2 separate regions of the Rattus norvegicus genome follow, and region 2 is linked to region 1. A link is a contact called in public Hi-C data. All regions are on one chromosome and are shown on one strand. Each heading gives the region's core, a stretch centred on a gene start, on an enhancer-like site or on the middle of the called end of the contact. The rest is flanking DNA. Distances are from core to core; before and after follow the strand shown.

Region 1 (2,948 bases), core at 19-2,518:
AACAATCAAGTCTAAGAGCCTCAGACTTCTTGGATATGGGAAAGAGAAAGAACAAGGTGAAGGCCGGAGCTACACAGTGCTCTCTGGAGTCCCTGGTACACCAGGAAACAGGATGAGGTATCTGCTGGAATTTATGAGGACACTAGAAAAATGACAACAGCTGGGGCTGGGATATGACAATGTGAGAGCTTTCAGAGCATGCACAAGGCACCAGGTCCCATCCTCACTGCAAAACAAAAAGCAGCAGCAGACACAAAAATAATAGCAATTATAATCATTTAGGGTAATTTTGTCTTTTTAAGCAAGGAAGGAGGATCATGTGACAAATGGGGGAAATTTTTGGAGTTGGATCAATGGTTCAGTATTTTAAAATACTGACTGCTTTTCCAGAAGATGGGTAATGGGTTCCCAACACCTACATGGATGTTCTTAAGTCCATTTCCAAGGGATCTGAGCCCCTCTTTTGACTTCCCTGGCCAGTCCACACCGGTAAAACAAACAAAAGACCAAATTTTAAATACAACAACAAAAATCTTTAAATATAAATTAAGTAAAACAAGGAAACTGATTTTTGGTTTAGTTTGTTTCTGAAATAGTGTTTTACTCTGTATCCTAAACTGCGCTGGAACTCCCAATATTCCTCCTGCCTCAGCCTCCCAAGTGCTGGGATTATAGGCACGAATCCCCACGCCCCCTTGTCTAGCATTCATTTATTACCACGTTTGTGCCAGGGGTTATTATGGTCTGGGTGGTCTACAGGAATCAGGCAGAAGCTTGGGCTGCTTTGGTGGGAAGAGGATGCCAGCCGGTCCCCTCTGGATCAGAAAGTGTACCAGGAAGCCTATGCCCGCCAACCATCCCCGAGAATGAGTTTGTGGCCACCAAAGGACTGCTGGCTGGGGCAAGGATATCGGAATCACCCAACCTCACATAGAAGCTTCCACAACTGGGATTAGGGGGAAGGAGACCACAGACCAATAGGATAAGGGTGGTGGGTGATTGACCGCAAATCCCGGAGGATCTGCACTGTGTATGGCGTCCCAAGCCTATTCACTCTACTCCTTCAAAGCAAGGAAACGAGGGGGTGCGGCCGGTGGACGTCGCTCGAGCGGGTCTGGAGAATGGGTAGGAGGCAACGCGACTCACCCCGGCCGCCAAGTTGCTCCACCGCAAAGACGCGGCGACGGCTCAGCATGGCGTGTTTCAGACGCGGAAACCACTGCAACAGCACCGGAGTGATCCCGGGCGTCCTCCAAGTCCCTAGTTGCGCTCAAGCAGCTCAACCCGCCGGTCCCTGCCCAGCTGGGCGTGGTCCCGAGACACTCCCCGCGGGGGGCGGGCCGGGGCGGGGCGCGGCACGCAGGTGGAGGGCGCTGACCCAAGCAACGTCAGTCTGGAAACTGCGTTCCCTAGGCATCTTATCCCCCTAGACCTAGCAGCAGAAGTACCCCAATTCAGTCTCTCAATTCAGTGCTCTTGGAGGAGAGTGTACCCACTCAAGGACTATAGCGGGCTGGCTGAGCGGGGTACACACACACACACACACACACACACACACACACACACACACACACAGCTCGCGTTGCTCATGTTCCTGCTGCTGCAGCTTGGAACCTGACTAATGCTGCAGAGCTGCACTCACAACAGCCCGGAAGGAAATGGAACCCCACAGTGCTGGCGGAGGGAAGAAGGCAGATTAAGAGTGTATCCGGCCTCACAGCTGTATGACTTGAGGGCAGGACCCTCAGAAAGGGGAAAGGGTTCTGTGCCCTCGGAAAACCTACCGAGTACTCACTGCAAGGCACTTGTGTCCAGAGCTACTTATGAACCCCTTACCCAGCCCAAACCTCTTGTCTTATCTGGGTCTGCAGTGTGTGAGCAAGAGGTGAACCACAGCCTGGAGGCTAAGCAGAAGTTTAAATGTTTCCCTGACCCCAGCGGCCACCACCCTTGGCCTGGTCCCACTCCACCTCAACCCCATTATAAAAGGAGCCCAGGCAGCAGCTGATGGTCAACTACCAGATGGTACTGGGGCTTCTAGGGAAACATCCCCTTTCTCAGAAGCCAATAAGGACTGGAAAATCTCAGCTGGCCTCAAACACCCTAGAGGCAGATAAGGGTGACTGGAAGTCAGTGGAAGTCTTCCGCCACTCTCCTTGCTTCTTCCTAGATTCCATCCCCAAAAGCTCTCCACTGGTTTCTCTGTCAGAGAGCCACCAACAATCAAATATTAGTACTATAAAGTTGGGAAACTGAGCTCCCTCCTTCCCCCTCCCCCGGCTCAGATGCAAGATGAGAGCTGGAGTTGCGGTCCTCTGTCATCTTCAGAACCTTGATGTTTAGGTCAAGCCCTTTTCCTGCAGCGTGAGTTCCCAGGGTTGCTGGCTGCCTCACCCCACCCCCATCCCTGTCCTTTAAACACGAGGGAAACAGGATGCTGGGCCTGGCTGTACTGCCTTCTCCAAGTCCAAGAAGATCAAGGGAAGCAAGCTTCCCAGCCAAGCCAGGCGGCTCCCGCCCCCAAGGTGAAACTGTGGGGAAGTAAAACAGGATGATCCTTTGCCTGATTTTGCCCTGAATTTGGAAAATGTGGGGCCCAGATTCCAAGCAGCAGTATCCGTGGTGACTAGGGCAGGAATGCATCTAGAAACAGGAAGCCAGGCCTGCAGGAATGCAGTGTCTCAGCACAAAGAACCCACACACACTTCACTAAGTACACTCCCCAACACACTCCCCACCACAGGTAGGGCCCCGCCCCTTTGTGCATGGCTGGGCCAGGTCTGATCTGTTACAGCCTTCATGAGAACTGGACCTGATGTGGTGGGCTAGACTTCCCTCTACATCTAATGTCCTGACTGAAGCTCACTCAGAACCCAGCCAGTTCCTCATTACCCAAAGCCTTGAATGTCCCTGCAGTACCTGCCATTGCCTACATCTCTTTTCTTGGC
Region 2 (3,042 bases), core at 323-2,822, 35 kb after region 1:
TGGAATGTGCTGTTTGCAATAGAAGGAAGCTCTCATCATACAGGAACCTGTGTGTTAGCATGTTGGCAGACTTGCTATATGCCAATCATAATGCAAGATGCATTCGTTTGCTTACTCCATCCTCTCAGTTACCCCCATGACCCCCACTTACAAGATGGAGACACTGACACTGAAGCTCAAGGTCGAATGACTAGTGGCAGTACATTGACTTGGATCTCTTGTCATTATCTCACTGATGACAAAGGCTACAGGTCAGTAATGGCTGTGCTGGTGAACTGAATTCTACCCCATATAGGCACATACAGCTGGTGTACTTTACCACCAAGCAGAGTTCCAGGTCCCCAAGGTGTAGCAGAGCACCCCTGAATACTCAGGCCAGGATTTCTTCCTTTCCCTCTCTGGAGAGCACGTCTGAGCCACAGTCTGATAGAAAACTGGGTTCACTCATGCTATAGGTTTTCCTCTCAGTTTTTATATATAAGTACACTGTAGCTGTCTTCAGACACACCAGAAGAGGGCATCGGGTCTCCTTACAGATGGTTGTGAGCCACCATGTGGTTGCTGGGAATTGAACTCAGGACCTCTGGAAGAGCAGTCGGGTGCTCTTAACCGCTGAGCCATCTCTCCAGCCCTCCTCTCAGTTTTTAAAGTGGAAGGGCCACATGTCCAAGCTGCCCTTAACAGTTTCCATCCCTAGTGCCCTGGACACATATCACTTATGGTCTTTGGATCTGTGAGGGTCTGGCTTTTGATGCACAAGAGGAGTGGTTCTGTCCCTGGCTATCTTTGAGCCTGGTGAGCTGGAGCATCTGCAGCTATGGAGCCCCTCTGAGCCCCTCTAGAGCCCAGTGGAATAATAGACCCTTTCCTGTCCGCTCCCAGGTTGTGCCAGGTTTGGCCACAAGAGGACACTAGTCTCTGTATTGCCTTGGCCATAGCTCACCCGCTCGAAGTCCCAGTTGTGCCAGGCCTGGAGGCAGGTCTTTGTTGGGGCCCTGGATGCCTGGGGTCTGCAGAAGAGGCACGTGAGGAAACCACTGGAGATGAATGAAGACAGACAAAGACAAGTGTTAGGCAGTTATTTTAAGCTTTGCCATTCTAACACCTGGATAACAGGTTCACAGGGACAGACATGGGCACTGTCTCAAGAGATTTGTAACACAAACTCTTCAAAACAGCTTTGGAACAGGTGGTATGCCCATTTCACAGATAAGAAAAGAGAGGCCCAGAGAAACCTGGTCAACAGATGGCGAAACAAGGGCTCTTTGGACAGTGAAGGTAGCCTTAGTCATTGCCTACCAGGGGACTTAGTGTTCCCAGATGTGCTCCTTAAGATTCTCTTGCATTGAATCATACCACCCAGGAAGACACCCAAATCCAGGCCACACGTCTCCAGACTCCAACTAATGAACCCACACTTCTCACCTTTGGGTGGGTCTTCCAAGGTCCAGTCCAGCTGCAGGTCTGGGGAACAGAAAGGACTCGGTCACCAACGGAACACAGAGTGGAGGACAGGGTGCTCTAGGAACCTGCCTAGCCACTCCCAGCCTCCCTTCTGCCTGGAGCAAGGGCTGAGGGCTGAGTCAGGGCCTGAAGAATGTCCTGAGGGAGGGAAGGAATTAGGAAGGCAGCCCTTGGGAGGGCTTGAAATGCCTGCCTCTGGCAGCCTTTAGCCCCGAGAGCCAAATGGGCGGCAACCACACTCTCTAGGTTCTCCTGCTTATTCACACACACTGACCCTCTCCTGACCTCTGTAGGCTTGCCCTGGCCATGCCAGCCCCTTTCTCTTTCCCTTCTCCAACTGGAATGCCTAATTTCTCCCTTTGCCCAGTCCCATTCCTCTCAGTGTTCAGGATTTTCAGGGGGTGAGATGGAGACGATGGTTCTAACACCCAAATACTGTTCTCAGGAGCCTGCCTTCACCTCCCTCTGCTGCTGGGTGACTGCTTTTCTCACAGCAACCATACTACCCTATCTCTAGCCCTCAGTCCTCTTTCCTGGTAGGCCTGCTGCCCACCACTGCTGCCCCAACCACCACGCCCAGGGGAATCAGGACCTCCATAGCACCCAGCCTTATGGTCTTGACTTATCATCTTATGATCATCTAGCTTGACTCAGTGGTAACATTTGTCACAGCTCTTCCTTCTGAAACTCCGTTTTCTTATCTGGACACAGGGAGACTATTTGGTTCTCCTTGTCTCTTTTTGGAAGCATCTCTAGTCTCTCGGCTGCTTTCCTCACCTGGGCGGGGATTCTCCGAACCCACATGCTCAGGGGGCTCAGTTGTAAAGACTGTTTCTCCATCTCCCTGTGTGATCTTGGCTAGTCTCAAAGTTTTTCAAATACATTCAGCCTTGTTTCCACAGGGTCTACATCCATGGATTCAACCAGGCCCACTTTGAAAATATGTCACATCTGTACTGCACATGTACACGGACTGTTTCTTGTCATTATTCCCTAAGCAGCACAATACAGTGTACATATAGCTACTAACTCAGCATTTACTTTGTATTAAATATAAGTAATCTGGGGGACGCTATAAGATTTATGAGAGGATGTCTACAGGTATGTGTGAATATGACTACTTATACCTAAATTTATCGTACTTTTACATTTATTTTATATATTATGTGTGCGTGTGTCTGTGAACAACATGTATAACCAGTTTCCCATGGAGGCCAAAAGAGGGTGCCAGATCCACTGGAACGGGAGTTACAGAGTTGTGGGCTGCCATGCAGGGGCTGGGACTTGAACCTTTGTCTTCTAGAAGAGCAGCCACCTAACCCTGCAGCCCCTTCAGGGTTTTTTTGTTTTATCTGTTCATGTTTTAGAAATGTTTCGTGTGTGTGTGTGTGTGTGTGTGTGTGTGTGTGTGTGTGTGTGTGTATGTGAACACATGTGTGCCACAGCATGTGAGGGTCAGAGGACAAGTTACAAACATCAGTCCTCTCCTTCCACAATGTGGGTTTTGAAGAGTGCCAGGCTTGGAAGCCTTCACCCACTGAGTCATAGGACCTCACATCACGCCTAAGTTATCTTAGA

Evidence for each region. A called contact is a pair of places that touch in the nucleus more often than the background predicts.
Region 2: a Hi-C map of Schwann cells shows a contact between it and region 1, with 2.8 times the contacts expected there. The contact joins the enhancer-like site here to the promoter of C15h8orf58 in region 1. A contact is called at or near these places in 5 of 12 Hi-C or Micro-C datasets (the A7r5 cell line, Schwann cells, liver and 1 more).

The regions. Positions count from the first base shown.
Region 1 is chr15:51,641,706-51,644,653 of GRCr8, forward strand. It overlaps C15h8orf58 (similar to human chromosome 8 open reading frame 58), which reads right to left and starts at 1,269. Exons shown (of 7, transcript NM_001134571.3): 1 at 1,147-1,269. The coding sequence starts at 1,195.
Region 2 is chr15:51,676,254-51,679,295 of GRCr8, forward strand. Sorbs3 (sorbin and SH3 domain containing 3) reads right to left here. Exons shown (of 22, transcript NM_001005762.1): 7 at 1,426-1,464; 8 at 944-1,037. Among named protein-coding and RNA genes, the nearest start is that of Sorbs3, 17 kb to the right of the region's middle. Within about 2 kb of position 1,573, at least 12 of the 93 cell types and tissues checked have an H3K27ac peak or open chromatin away from gene starts, as enhancers often do. A contact at or near this core is called in the A7r5 cell line and Schwann cells, where this site is marked.